Linked DNA regions of Mus musculus: regions 1, 2 and 4 are each linked to region 3. The links are chromatin contacts, called in public HiCAR-type and HiChIP or PLAC-seq maps. All regions are on one chromosome and are shown on one strand. Each heading gives the region's core, a stretch centred on a gene start, on an enhancer-like site or on the middle of the called end of the contact. The rest is flanking DNA. Distances are from core to core; before and after follow the strand shown. Region 1 holds the start of Smoc2 (SPARC related modular calcium binding 2). Region 2 holds the start of Prdm9 (PR domain containing 9). Region 3 holds the start of Phf10 (PHD finger protein 10). Region 4 holds the start of Dact2 (dishevelled-binding antagonist of beta-catenin 2).

The links. HiCAR-type assays count read pairs that join an accessible place to other places. HiChIP or PLAC-seq counts read pairs in DNA pulled down with a chosen protein or histone mark.
Region 1: a contact with region 3 is called in an H3K4me3 HiChIP or PLAC-seq map of embryonic stem cells, with 4 times the contacts expected there. The contact joins the promoter of Smoc2 here to the promoter of Phf10 in region 3. A contact is called at or near these places in 3 of 39 promoter capture datasets (cranial neural crest, frontonasal cranial neural crest and second pharyngeal arch cranial neural crest) and 2 of 115 datasets of contacts at active chromatin or transcription factors (astrocytes and embryonic stem cells).
Region 2: a contact with region 3 is called in an H3K4me3 HiChIP or PLAC-seq map of bone marrow-derived macrophages, with 6 times the contacts expected there. The contact joins the promoter of Prdm9 here to the promoter of Phf10 in region 3. A contact is called at or near these places in 1 of 39 promoter capture datasets (pre-B cells), 5 of 115 datasets of contacts at active chromatin or transcription factors (astrocytes, bone marrow-derived macrophages, effector CD8 T cells and 2 more) and 1 of 9 other capture datasets (liver).
Region 4: a contact with region 3 is called in a HiCAR-type map of astrocytes, with 4 times the contacts expected there. The contact joins the promoter of Dact2 here to the promoter of Phf10 in region 3. A contact is called at or near these places in 1 of 39 promoter capture datasets (cranial neural crest) and 3 of 115 datasets of contacts at active chromatin or transcription factors (astrocytes, epiblast stem cells and stem cell-derived neural progenitor cells).

What each region holds. Positions count from the first base shown.
Region 1 is chr17:14,277,456-14,280,914 of GRCm38.p6, forward strand. It overlaps Smoc2 (SPARC related modular calcium binding 2), which reads left to right and starts at 2,051. Exons shown (of 13, transcript NM_022315.2): 1 at 2,051-2,344. The coding sequence starts at 2,261. Gm52280 (a long non-coding RNA gene) reads right to left here and starts at 3,056. Exons shown (of 3, transcript XR_003952216.1): 1 at 2,657-3,056; 2 at 1,088-1,233; 3 at 393-665. It overlaps Gm34567 (a long non-coding RNA gene), which reads left to right. Exons shown (of 4, transcript XR_385414.4): 4 at 1-307.
Region 2 is chr17:15,561,352-15,564,594 of GRCm38.p6, forward strand. It overlaps Prdm9 (PR domain containing 9), which reads right to left and starts at 1,980. Exons shown (of 10, transcript NM_144809.3): 1 at 1,870-1,980; 2 at 1,463-1,586; 3 at 1,064-1,171. The coding sequence starts at 1,938.
Region 3 is chr17:14,959,585-14,963,060 of GRCm38.p6, forward strand. Phf10 (PHD finger protein 10) reads right to left here and starts at 1,676. Exons shown (of 12, transcript NM_024250.4): 1 at 1,527-1,676. The coding sequence starts at 1,610.
Region 4 is chr17:14,202,145-14,205,654 of GRCm38.p6, forward strand. Dact2 (dishevelled-binding antagonist of beta-catenin 2) reads right to left here and starts at 1,687. Exons shown (of 4, transcript NM_172826.3): 1 at 1,370-1,687. The coding sequence starts at 1,585. It overlaps Gm34510 (a long non-coding RNA gene), which reads left to right and starts at 1,563. Exons shown (of 3, transcript XR_001782252.2): 1 at 1,563-1,656.

The sequences.
Region 1 (3,459 bases), core at 801-3,300, 680 kb before region 3:
ATTGGAGGACTCAAGGCAGTGAGTGCCAAGGGGTTGTTTTCTGCTTTCCACGTCTCCAGGGGATGTGATAGACTTGCCAGAGTTCCAAGTTCGGACATCTGGACTCGGCCCCCGATTTTGTGGCTGGCTAAGACATACAGTTATTTGTTTTGTTTCTCATCTGTAAAATGGGAGCAAATGAAGCCTGTTACTTGCTGGACACTCCCATGGAAGAGAGTAGACAAAAAGCTATTTTCAGACTTTCAGTCCCAAGAAGACATTTCAGCTAATAATTTGTACCCTTGAAATAAAAGGTAAAAGGAAAATGTTTTGTACCAAATACTTCTTGAATGTGCTGATTTTCATCATCATCATCACCACCACCACCACCACCACCATCATCACCATCATCATCATCACACCACCATCATCACACCACCATTACTACGATAGAAGTACACAACATTTGTATCATTTTTTTTGGTTCAATGTATATGTTATTTGCTTACTCAGTCATGCCTGTCCCTGGGCTGAGTCTGACCCTGAAGAGTTTTGCTACGATGTTCCTCCATGTCCTCAGTGTAGGAAGGGTGTTGAAGGCTTGACAGATTTCGAGTTTTGAAGGTTTCTTTCAGCAGCCATCTCTAGAAGGTTCTCTTTCCCTGTGTGATGTGAGAGTTCCTTTCCTGAGGAGACATAAGCAAGATCTATCTCTCCTCAAAAGGCCCCAGTGGCAAAACAAACTAGGATTCCATGGGGAGTTCAGCACGGGGAGCTAGTGAGCTTGTGCTTACTAACATGCATAGGTGAGGGGTTCACTGCAGGAATGTGATTAACGTCAGAGCATCCATAGTCCAGTCTTCACACAGCTTGGATGATGGCTTCCACACCCACATAGATGGAGCCCCTCTCGGGGAATTTGCCCCAGCTCATGATCTCGAGTACCTCCAGAGGCCCTGAAGGACAACTATTAGGAAGAACTGCACGAACACCCGCCATCTGAGGTGAAGTCCAGTGATACTTCCCATTCGTTCTCTCCTCCAGTGAGGGAATGTCAGCTGTCCACAAGCCCACTCCTAATGACCTCCTGAAAATAGGCACAGCCCACCTGATGAAGTTGGGACTGTTTGCTCGGTTGACTTCATTCTTCAAGGCTATCCTTTTGGAGCTCCAGCGCTGTTCTTCTCCAGAGGTCCCCGTGTTGGGCTAGGGCAGGGTAGCTGCTTTCTGATTGGTCTACGATCTCACAGGAATCTCCAGAGCAGCAGAGGAGAGAGAAGTTAGAGGTGAGCTTGCTGTTTTGCTCCCTACAGAGAGGCCCTGACAAGTCAATTGATTCTTTGTTCTCGAAAGTCTTCCCAGCTGGCTTTCTGCGTGAGGTAGAATTAGGGCCTTTTCCTGTGAAGCTACCAGCCAGGGCTAAACTATTTCAGCAATGCTCCTTTTGCAGGACCTGGTGCGCAAAATCCCCTTGGTTTCTATCACAGTCAAAAGCCTACTCAAATGCGCTTGCTGCCGAACACCTGAAATGCTTGCCTAAACTGTTTGAAGCGGCCACATCAATGTGTGCGCTCACCTTTCTCTAAGTTTGCCCAACTCAAGGAAGTCATCTGCCTCACAGATCTGTTTTCAGACCCCTCCCGCCCTCCTCGTTAACCTGCGGAAAGATGCAGGACTCCTGGTGTTCTCAGAGGCCCTACCGAGGAGCCAATGACCACTTAGCATCTCAGAGTGCTACATTCTGGTGAATGTAAAGCCACAGGCGAGCCAAGGCACAGTGGGGACCCTCCAAGGTGAAGACAGAAGGCGCCCTAGGCCAGGAGGGTGGGGCTCAGTGCATCTCTTGGAGCCAGTGTGAGTGTGCATGCCTGTAAGGTGTGCCCTGGCATTGGCTTGAAGGAGGCGTGCAAACAGCATCAACACACGCTTGCCTAGTCCTGGTAGCCTTCGCTGTCTCCTTCACAGCCCTGCGCGCCGGGCGGCCCCTGCGCGGGCGCGGTGGCTAAGGGAGGTGGGGCGGAGGGAGGAGATTTGCGGGCGGGAGGGCGAAGAGGGCGGGACAGGAGGATCCGGGGAAACTAGGGCTGTTTGACAGCAGCAGCGGCAGTTCGGGGAGCGCCGGCCAGAGCGCACGGAGGGGCCGTGCGGTCTCCACCAGCGGCCATAGGACCGCGGAGCAGTTCTAGCCCGCTCGCCCGCACGTTCGCACACCGGATCTTCGCCGAGTGCCAGGGCGCAGCGCGTGGGGCGTCTGCCTCGCTTGGTCCCCTCCAGCGTCACCATGCTGCCGCCACAGCTGTGCTGGCTGCCGCTGCTCGCTGCCTTGCTGCCGCCGGTGCCCGCGCAGAAGTTCTCAGCGCTCACGGTAAGTCCCGGGACGCGCCCCTGTCTTTCTCTGTTGTCCCTCACTGAGAACCCACTCTTCCTTCTGGGACAAGGCTCCGGGAGCAGGTGGCCCAGCAATCCCCAACAGGTGGGTTCGGGAGAGTCCCACAGCGTGCGTGTCCAGGGTCGATAGCTACTCAGTATGTGAAGGGCTGCTGGTCCTACTAGTCCAGGATAGAAGGGAGTTGACATGCAGGAGTGCCTGGAGTCCCCCACTTTGGGCGAGATGAGATGGCACAGGAACAAGGATCTGGGCCACTTATGCACCTCAGCTCTTTCAGGGCGAACTCACCGGGACTGGGTGCCCACCTTGCCAACGCCACCGACCCAGCCTAGGATTAGGAAGCGGGCAATCTTCGGCTCCAGCGCCACGAGGACCCCTTGTACCCCAACCCCCCTTATGGGGGAGAAAGGGGCCACATCCCATGTGTTCCACTTGTGGCGGAGCATCTCAGAGAACCCTTAATTGAGAGGAAGAAGCAGATATGACATTGAATTAAAGAGCGCGTTTCTTTAAAAAAAAAAATCCAAAATCCAAAAGCCAAAAAACAAAAAAAACAACTCATAGAGGAGGAACAATCTCCAGCACAGGAGGCATAGAGGAGCGCCCCTGGTCTCGTGGGTCCTCTCCTCAGGAGCAGGATGCAGTGCGCGCCAGGGCGCGCTCCCGAGCGCGCGTGGCACTGTGGTTGACCGCTCTAAGTTTGTCTCTCTTAGTTGCAGTACTGGCTACGCCAAGGCGCGAGGTGAGGTGCCAAAAGCCGCGCTGTGGATGGGGGCTGAGCGCGTCCACCTCGGGCCAACACAACCGCGGCCACTCCTGCGGGCTGGTGTCTGCAGAGCCCGGCGGGCAGCCCTTCTGCGGCCCGCGCGCTAGGGAACCCATAATTAATGCAATCTGCAGAAACGAAAGCATTCCACTTAAACGTGTTTTTGAACAAGTGCTTAAGAAAACACCAAGGTGGTGAGCAGGCTCCCGTGGAGAGGAGTGTTGGAGTGGTAGGTGCCCTGGGGAGGGTGCTTAGCCTATGGAAAACCAGGGCTAGCCCACGAGTCGAAGCTTTTTGCAAAAGTGAAGCAAGCTGGCCAGCCTGT
Region 2 (3,243 bases), core at 730-3,229, 600 kb after region 3:
TTGAATTAGTTCTTTCATAGGTAGAGATCCTATGAAAGGCTAAATGTGTTCTACACATGAACACACATAGTTCATGTGAATACACAGTGGAGATCTCTTATACACAAAGGAGAAGCCATTGTTGAAACCTGACAAGGCAGCACTCCCATTTTGGATTTCTAGCCTCTAGAACTGTAAGAAATATATTTCTGCTTAAAAATTTAGCACATGATATTTTGTTGACAGCTCTTTAGCTACCTAATTAATGCAACGAGCACACATTTCTCCAGATATTTAAGTGGCCAACAAGCATAGAAAAAAGTGTTCAACACAATTAGTTATCAGGGAAATGAAAATTAAAGTCCCAGTGATATATCATAAGAAGTAATGGCAAGGATGAGGACAAATTGGAATGCTTGAATGACCACCTTTGATGGGAATATAAAATGGCACAGCTACCAGAAATAGTAAGTCCCTCAAAAATTAAAATAGAGCTGGGCGTGGTGGCCCATGCCTTTAATCCCAGCACTTGGGGGGCAGAGACAGGCAGATTTCTGAGTTCAAGGCCAGCCTGGTCTACAGAGTGAGTTCCAGGAAAGCCAGGGCTACACAGAGAAACCCTGTCTCAAAAAAAAAAATTAAAATAGAATTACTTTATGATTTAGATTTCTTTATGTACATATAAAGAGTGAAAATAAGATCTTGAAGAGACATTTGCACAACCATGGTCATATTTACATGATTAATAATAAGCACGCAGGCTACAGACTAGGTAAGGTGCTTATCCTAGCTACTTTGGGTTTGATATTTCTTGTTCATGCCCAGATTTGTATATATTTCATATTTATTATATTTATAAATAGCATATAGTTTTCACATATTTTAAAATGTACAGGAATAGATTCTTACTATTAATTTTGCATTGCATCTTGTTTGTTTGCTGACCCTTGATTCTGAAACACCCAGTTTTCAGAAGTTGGTTCTGAGACATTATGGAACCTAAATCTGGCTTGGTTTCCGATGGGTACTTCTAAATTCTCCTGCCCCCTCACCTCACTTCTAAACTCTCCTAGCCTCTCCTCACCTTGTTGCTTAGGTGTCCACTCTTCATCAGAATCCTCACTGTCATTTATTTGGGGTTTCATTGCTTGCCTTTGGTAACACATGAAAGCTGGTCTAGGGGCTCTGAGACCTGAAAAGCAGCAAAATATTCCTCTTAAAAAGGCCCTAGAGGATGGAACAAATGTATCACAAGGCCAGGTAGGCTCTGGGTGTGGAGATGAGATCTCTACAGGGCCAGTGCTAACATTTAGTCCTGGACACACAGACACACACACACACACACACGTTTCCTCTAAACTTGTCTCCATTGGGAACTGTACCACTGTAGATACCTGGGAAGACCCTAACATAACATGGGAACATGGGAACTGAGATTTTATTTTTTTAATCTAGACTGGTTCAACCGAAGACTTCTTGTTACCTATTGAAATCAGCATTTTATAGTTCCTTTTCACATTTCTATAGCGAATTTTCTCCCACTCTCCCATCTCTGCCCATTCTTCTTTGGAGAAGTATATGGAAATGTCTTTGAATTCATCTTTGACCTGGGGGAAAAAAAATAAAAACAAAAAACGGAACATGCTGGGCCGGGCTTGGGACCCTGGAATGTGGTCTCAGTGACCAAGGTTATCCTCCCATTCCCAGAACCTTCTTTAAGCAAACACTGGATGTTCATGCTGACAGAGCAGTTGCTAATGAGCCTTTCCTCTCTCACATATCGGGACCCACCTTCTTGTCATAGGAAAAATCAATATGGTATTGGTACTCAAGGCTGTTTGCCTCTGCCCACCCCATGATCCTCCTGACTCAAGGATAACTTCGTACTACCTTGGGTTTCCACTCGAATTTCCCTGTATCTTCTTCAGGACTATTTTCTTCCAGCTTGTTGGTGTTCATGGTGCAGGACATTTCACTGGAGAGGTCCAGGGTCCTATGGTCCTATGGATGAAGAGGTAACTAAGGGCCTTAGGCGATCAGAGATGCCCACCAGCACATGGGAAGGAGCTAGGGGCTGGGAATCCATGCAGCCAACACAGGCAGCTTCTTCGGACTCCGAGGTCTAGTACTCTGGTGCAGGAGCAAGGATTCTGGACTGAGCCCTAAACCTAGGCACCGACCCTCCGTCCGGGTCAGGACCTGCGACAGCAAGGAAGGAAGATTCCTCCCGCCAACCGGTGTCCCCCCCCACCCCATTCCCACTTGCTCTTCATCTGGACCAAGGAGTCAGCCAGGGTCTGAAAGATGTTTTCAGGTAAATGGATTCGGGAATCCCGAGTACAAGGGATTGAAGTCCCTCTGGTGAAAATGTAGGAACGCTCTGGCTGAGATTTTAACTTTGGGGACCTCGGGCTGAGGAGTGGGGTGCATCAGATTGAAGGAATTGGGTTCGTAGGCTAGAGGAGTCTTTCAGGCTGTGAAATAAGGTTTGGAGACTCGCAGTCTGACGAGATTTGACGATTATGTCACGAAGAGTTGGGATTTGTCACGTCGGAGGTATTTAGGGTCCTGCGGGACGAGAGCATTTAGGATCTCTGGAAGCCAATCTGGAGTGACAGACAGGTCCTCGAGACCGAGGGCGTCTGGGGTCTTTGGGGCTTAGGAGAGTCTCTACGCTGAGAGTCCAGGTTTCCTGTCTGGAAACTTAGTCTCTCTGAGGCGAGCTACCCAGGTTCCTCAGGCAGAGGCTGGGTTGGTTCCGCACAAGTGCATTTGGGACCTCACTCAGCCAAAGGGCGTTTGGAGTTCCCGAGAAGCTGAGGTGACCGGGTGTGTGCGTGTGAGCGCGCGCGCGCGTGTCACGCTGAGGGGGTCCGAATCTAATTTAGGGGATATGGGGTCTCACGGGCTGAGCCTAGAAAGCCTCGCTGGTCCTGAAGGTTTCGCCTGCACTCATGGTCCAGAATCCCGCGGCTCTGAGGCCACCGCCGGCGTTCGTCCCTCTGAGGAGTTCCGAGGCTGACTGACAGGAGAATCCGCCAATTGACAGACAGCTGGCTGAGGGGCGGGAACAAGAAAAGCGGAGGGCGGAGCTCTGCCTGTCAGTCAGGGTGCAATTCCTGCCCGTGGCTTTCTCCAGGCTGCCCCTCCCCTCGCTGGGATTGCCAGGCCCCTGCACGAATCAGGTAGTGGCCAGCGCGCAGGCGCACACTTGTTCTCTGTGCGGCGTCCGTTCCTTCAGACTCCTCTTTTTCAATGTGGCAG
Region 3 (3,476 bases), core at 426-2,925:
ACCTTTAATCGAAATGAAATTAAATTTTCAACTGTATTTTAAATGTACTCTGCTTTCACTTTCTTACCAACTAGATTGTGTTCAAACATCTGCTTTTTAGTAGCCACACCACTTTAAAAATCAAAGCAAGCCTTCCTATTTGAGCTGGGAAATAAATACTAGTAAGTTTCATAGTACCCTTCAGCTTACAACTGGCCCCCCGGAGGCGCATTTTAATTAGCTACTTTGGAGATGAAGAAGGACTGGATACAGGTTACCACGTCTAACTACATTCCTTTTCTTCTGCGGCAGAAATTCAACACTTTGTGATAAACTCATAGGAGATATAGGTTGTTGAGCCATTCCATTAAGGAAATAAGTAATCAAATGTTTTAAAAACAATTCATTACGTTAATTAATAGGCTTAAACTCCTATTTTTTTTTTAAATCAAGGTACTATAGCTCCTAACACTACTACTCTTACTATAAATTTCAATAAAGGCCCACGGAAGGGAATGAAAAGGCAGCACAGGCTAGCATGCCAAGTCAGCATGGCACTGCGGGCTGCCAGAGAATCTTACTGAGCACTGCCCTCCACCAGCTGTGTGCTGCAAGCTTCTCCCCAGTCCTAAAGCCTAGGTGGCTGATGCAAGGATGCAGTGAAGTGATCACATAAGAGCCAGGTAGCACATAGCTGTCTGATATATGTTAACGTTGTGATTAGCAGTGACTTTATATTTCATTATGTCTCCAGCACCTAGGAATTTACTAAAATTACTTTCCAAATTAAAAAAGAACATAGAAATCATTCCCCTTTTCACTCTTCAAGAATGAAATCAAGTAGACTTAATATTCCCTTTTAAAGCTAACAATCAAGAAGTTGAAAGATAATTAAATTTCTTAGTATGTTTTTCACTGTATTCATGGTCCATACTGGCTTGACACCGTTAATTTTAAGCACTATTTTATTAATTTGTGGACATTTTAAGGATTTCTGTATGTCAATACTTTTACTTAAAAACAATGATCCTCTCGAAAAGAAACAATAACGGAAGTTGACACAGAGTTTACCAGCTCACAACTGTAGGAATCCTAAGGGCTACGTTCCAGGTAAGGCCCTCCCCTCCGCACCATCCTCGGTCAGGACAGGGAGCCAGCAGCCCCCTGCGAGCAGTCAGAGACCCCACCAGGGAGGACCGGCACGTGGCGGGGGCCACCTCGGCTGGCCGGGTCTGTGGGTGTGAAACCACGTTCTGCCAACTCGGGACCCCGAGCGCACGTCCCGCTCAGCGTCTCCCCGACTGAGATCCCCAAGGCCGCCAACTTTTCCGACTTTCCCAGGCTGGGGGCGCTTCGTCTCAAGCACTCTTCCCGAGTCCCCCGGTCCCAGCTATTCCCGGACAACTTCCCACCCCGCCGCGCAGGTCTCCCCGACGTCCGCGCCCACTGTCCGCCGCACTTGTTGCTCCAGGACCCGCCGCCCGGTCTCCTCTTCTCTCCCGAGCCCGGCCTGGGCCGCTGCCCCTTGGGCAGCGCGCTCCGCTCACCTTTGGGGACTGCGCTCCGGGGGAGGCCGGGTCGCTGTCGCACCGCCCCGGGGACAGCGCCGCCCCGGGCCCGGCCGCTGCCATCAGCCCAAGCGCCCCGCGCCTCCGTCGTCGTCGCCGCCTTCGCCTAGTCCCAGCGGCCGCCGCCGCCGCCGCTGCCGCCGCTGTCGCGCGGGCCGCCCGGCGCCCCGGCCCCGCCCCCTCCGCCCGCCCGCCCGGGGGCCGGCCCCTGCCGCCGCGCGCCCCGCGGCCCGCCAGCGCCACCGCCATGGCCGCCAGCGCGCTGCCGGCCGGGACCCGCACGCCGCTCACGTCAGCCGGCCGCAGCTGCGCGGCTCCGCCGGCCTCGGCCGGGGCCTTGCCGCCTTGCCGCCTTCACCCGGCGCGCCGCGCCCGGCCTGAGCTCCGCTGGCCAGCCACCGCCTCGGTCCCGGCCCCACCCGGGTTCCTGGCCGCCTGGCGAGCTCGCTGCCGCCCCTTCCCTGCGCCCCCGGCCCGGCCCTCCGCGTCAGCCGCGGCTCCGCGCCGCCCCGCCCCGCCGCGGTCCCGCCCCCTCCCCTCCTCCGCTGCGCGTCAGCCGGGGGTCCTCAGTCGGCGGTGCCTGCCTTGTCCCCACCTGGGTCCCTAGCCCCTCCCCTCAAAGATGTGTCTTCACCACGCTTGTTCTCCAATCCCTCCCCCGTACCCAGCTCCTCCCCTCAGCCCGGGGTCGCCACCACGCCGCCGTGTCCTCCCCACTCCCGATCATCAGCACCTTAGCTGAGGGTCCCTACCGCGCGGTATCCTCCCACCAACCCCACCCCTACCGGTCCCCAGCCCCTCCTCTCAGCCCGGGGTCTCCACAGCCGCGGCGACCTCCCCTTCTCCACCAGGGTCCTCGCTCCCTTCTGTAAATGAAGGATTAGTGTCCTCAGCCCACTTCCTCCTCTCTCGCAGCCCTTAGGGTCAACCACCCCAGGAGCTCCGCCTCCTCCCTCTTTGAGATCCCCTTCTCCTGAGTCCTTTCTGACTTCTCCACCCCACCTCTCCATCTTCACTCCACACACCCCAGGATCCCCAAGGCGCTCTTGGCTCATTTGTTCTACAACTGCTTCTCCTGTGACCTTGGCGTAGTGGCCCCCATGGCCACGGGAAAAGTCACAGCAGCACTCAGGTTGAACGGAACCCAGTCAGGCAAGGAGAACATAGGGAAGGTTCCCAAAATCATATGACAGAGTCAGCACAGTCACCTGCAGGACACAGGATTGGGAATTCCTGGAAATGGAAGCCAATTGTCCAATGGTGTTTGGACAGGATTTATATTGATGTTAGTGCTTAGACTTCGCCACAGGAAAGGCCGTACCCCACCCTTTGAAAAGAGCACCAGGAAGACAACAGGTCCAATGGACAAAGGCAAGGGGCAGAGAGGCAGGCCTACATCCCCCACCCCCCATCCCCTCCACTCCCCACAACACTTCCAAGAATGTAGGGGACCAAACCAGAAAAGGTGGTGGTGATCTAGCTCTTGGATTTTAGAATTCGAGTTCCCTTTCACAGCCACAGCTTCTAGCTCCAGAAAGTAAGCCCAGCACTTCTCTCCTCCTTTGAAATATATATAGTGTATCCACATGAAGTATAGAGCCGACAAATAATGTAGAGGTGAAGGGAGTGCCTGCCATAGAGCAGGATGTCTGCAGCTTCAAGATAAAGTGATACACAAATATATATAACTGAACTTAAGGGCATCGTAGGTGGGAAAGAGCATACTTGCAATTAAAAAACAAAAAGATTTTAATGTTATAAAATTTGAAAGTTAAGAAATGAGAGAGGGGGCCGGGCGTGGTGGCACATGCCTTTAATCCCAGCACTCGGGAGGCAGAGGCAGGTGGATTTCTGAATTCGAGGCCAACCTGGTCAACAAAGTGAGTTCCAGGACAGCCAGGGCTATACAGAGAAACCCTGTCTCGAAAA
Region 4 (3,510 bases), core at 437-2,936, 760 kb before region 3:
CCCCACCCCGCATAAGAAACATGGTGAAGTGATAAAGCCACATAGAATTCAATTATTTTTCACTTTTCCCCCGTGAACCAAGTTTCAAGACAAAGCCAGTGTGTTCCTCCTGGTCTCCTGGAGAGGAGGGGGAGTGTGTCAACAAAAAGCTTGTTTGATCTCTCCACAGGCTCCTGGTAATTGGAGTGTGAGGGCTCACAGATTGGGTTTGTGTATTGCTGACGTGGGGGGGGGGGTTTAATCGTTAACCTTCAGGAACGGGTCATGCTTGTAACTCATCAGTGCGCCTGCCTGGCTGAGATCACGTGACCAGTGTGGAGCACCCCCACCCACCCCTAAAGACAGGCACCTGTTATAATGCCTTGGTCCCGTGGGTGCAACAGTGTACAGAGTCCAGTCCTCACCGGCCATGTCTCTCTCTGGGCAGCAGTTGGGTGTCTCAGACTGGAGGAGACTGTCAGCTGGATTCCGCCCTCAGCCAGATCTCTTACACTCAGGGAAGATTCCAGGTGTCCTGGGGAGTAGTGACTCAGACACTGGACTTCCTGATTCTTTAGACACAAACCCAACACTATTCTGAACTAAAGTTGATTGGAACACAGCAGTTTCACCCTGAACTTTACCAAGAGGCTACTTTCAACAGGACAGATCCAAATTTCACCGTGAAAAAAAAATCCCACTTAAAGAGTTGTGGACGCAACGCTATCACACTCTTTCGAGTGCGCACTATTTTGTTCTTTTAAAAATACTGCAGTACTGAGGGGAAGGAACCTTGAGCTGTTTCTAGAAATGGGTAGCAATTCTACTCCCGAGGGGCCCCAAGTGGTCTACAGAGGGGGACTCGATGGGCGCGGGTAGATGAGAAAGCGCCACTAATCCCCTCTCCCACGTTCCGCATACCGGAGGACACTCGTCTTATTTTTTTTTTTTTTTTAATGGGATCAGGTGACGTGCAATCTTGGAGACGATCCTCAGCGGGCAAGACTCCTCAATGACCCAAGCAAACCCAGTACAGTGCCCTGTGGCTCAAGTTCACGCAGTGTAGCCACGCAGTGTAGCCGGATGACCTGCTCCCGGGATGAGGTCAGTATGTGCGCAGACTCCTGCCAGGCGGAATGGAGCCCACGCTCCCCACCACAACAGCCTGTGTCTAGCCAGACTTGCGCGCCGCCGCACCAAGGTTGTGTCCGCCGCAGAGGCGGTGCGCAGTCAACCCCGGGTCCCGCGCGCGGCTCTCCAGCTCGCACCCCGCGGCGCGCTCCCCACGCAGCCGCGCATCTGCTCTTTCCGCTCGCACATTCCACGCAACTGCGCCCCGATCGCGCCCCAGCAGGTCCCTTCGGCCGCTCGCGCCCAACTTGCTCCTTACCAGCTGCTCCCGTAGCGCGGTCAGCGCCGCCTCCAGACGCAGCTCCTGGCCGCGGGGCCCTGGCGCAGGGTGCAGGCCCAGAGCTCCCCGCACGCGTGCTTGCTGCGTGGCTCGCAGCCCCTGAAGCTCCTGCAGCCCGGCCAGTGCGGCTCGTAGTCGCGCGCCCACCCTGCGGCGGTCCCAACCCGCGGGCCCCTGGCCGCTCGGTGCCCACATCTCCCGGACGCTCAACCGCCGCGCCGCGCGTCCCCGTCGCGTCTCCCCGCCCCCGGCTGCAGGTCGCTTAGGTGGGTTGGGACCTATCGCTGGCCGCGGAGGGCGGTGTTTGCGACGCCCGAGGTCACAGCGGCCGCCCCCTGCCCGCCCCGTCGACCGGCCGCGCCCTCGCCCAACCCCTGCGCCCCTGGGACCTATGAGCTCATCGGGGAAGGCCAAAAGCCCCTCCGCAGAGGGACAGAGAGGAGCTTAAGCATAGGCAAAGGTTTTGTTTAGGTTTTTAAATTTAAAAAAATTACAAAAGAAAAAAATTTACATTGCAAGACGCACGTTCCTATTTGTAAGCTGATTAAAATGGAAAATCCTATACCAGGTTCGCCAATGTACATGGAAAACCTGCGCTCGCTTCTCAGTACCGAGTCCAGCTTCACACACATGCTACGCACCTTTAAGGAAGCTTCTAGAAAGTTCCTGAGGTGTGCAGCTCTCACCATGGTGGTCACTTCAGCAACACTGTCTGGATCCCAGAAGCAAGCCGCACACTCTCAGTCGCCCCCACCTCCTTTACTCACTCCATGCTCAGAGCCCCCCAGCGGCCTCCTGTGGACACTGTCTTGAGTGGAATCCTGTTATCCGGGTCTTTTGCTGTTAGACTTCCGGGCGCGCCCATTTTGCAGCACTTTACTGGCCGAGTAGAGTATCTATAGTCTTCATGTTCCTCCAGTGATAAGTTAGGAAGAAGCTGTCATCCACTTCTGCACACAGGCAGGATGAAAATGCTTTTCTCTTCCTTGAGTGTCTACCGAAGGCAGGAATTGTTGAATCGCGGGTGGTTACTGAAGAGACCACTTTCCCGTGTTCTTACCATTTCCTCCCAAGCAGGGGTGGGAAGGTGCCTCCATCCAGAGCACCCAGGCCTGTGGAGTGTAGCTTGCAGTGATTCCTCGGGCAGGAGGAAGTTAAGTATCTTTTCCCTGTAGAATCGGTCATTCAGGTTCGCTACTTGCTTTAAGTTGGCTATCTCCTTAGTAACGAAGACCAGAGTCTCCTTTAAACTCTTTCCTTATTTGCAATTTCTTTCTTAGATACAGGATTCTCACAATGTTTTCTCCAGTCTACAGGTTTCTATTCATTTTACTTCCCTATTTTTGTTTTGTTTGGTTCTAAGACCGGGTCTTACTACAACAGAACTACTCCGTAGACCAGGCTGGTCTCCAAGGAACTCCAGCCTTCTGTGTGTACCTAGATCACAGCTTCGCAGCACTGAGCTTGGTTAAAGTTTTTACTCTTTATCTTTACCTCCTTGCACCAGTTTTCCCCGCTTTTTACTGCTTTCTGTGTGACGACTGAGAAGTCGCTGCCTGATTCGAAGCTACAGACTTCTAAGCTTTTGTAGTTTAAAGCTGATACTCTGAAGTCCTTCATCCTCTCAGGCTGAGCTCTGTCCTTGATCCTCCTGAGTCTCTTTCATTTTTCTGCAGACAGTGTAGCCCACTGCCCAACAGGAAACAGTGAGAGGTGTAGATCAATGGAGGGTCAGCTGATATGGAGAAGGAATTTCTGTTTTCTGTCATATTTATGCTTGTTCCAGGCTGTGTCAATGACTCACCTTTTCACTGGGTTCTGAAGTCTGGACACATAAGCTCTCCAGCCCTGTATCTTCTCACTACTGCCTCCTGCTCTGTGCCCTCCCTATTTCCACAGAATTTATGGGTCACGTGGCCAGTGTCTGCAAAGAAGACAGCATGGGTCTTGTTGGGGGATGCCCGGAACCTGTCAGTCAATAGGAAATATTACATTAAGTTGAGTGTTCTTGGTGCACAGACATGGGCCCCTTGCCACACAATCAGGTCCACTTTCAGTTTATTCAACCATGCCTCAGATTATCAGTAAGCCTTGTTCCCGTGTCCAATTTGTTTTTGAGG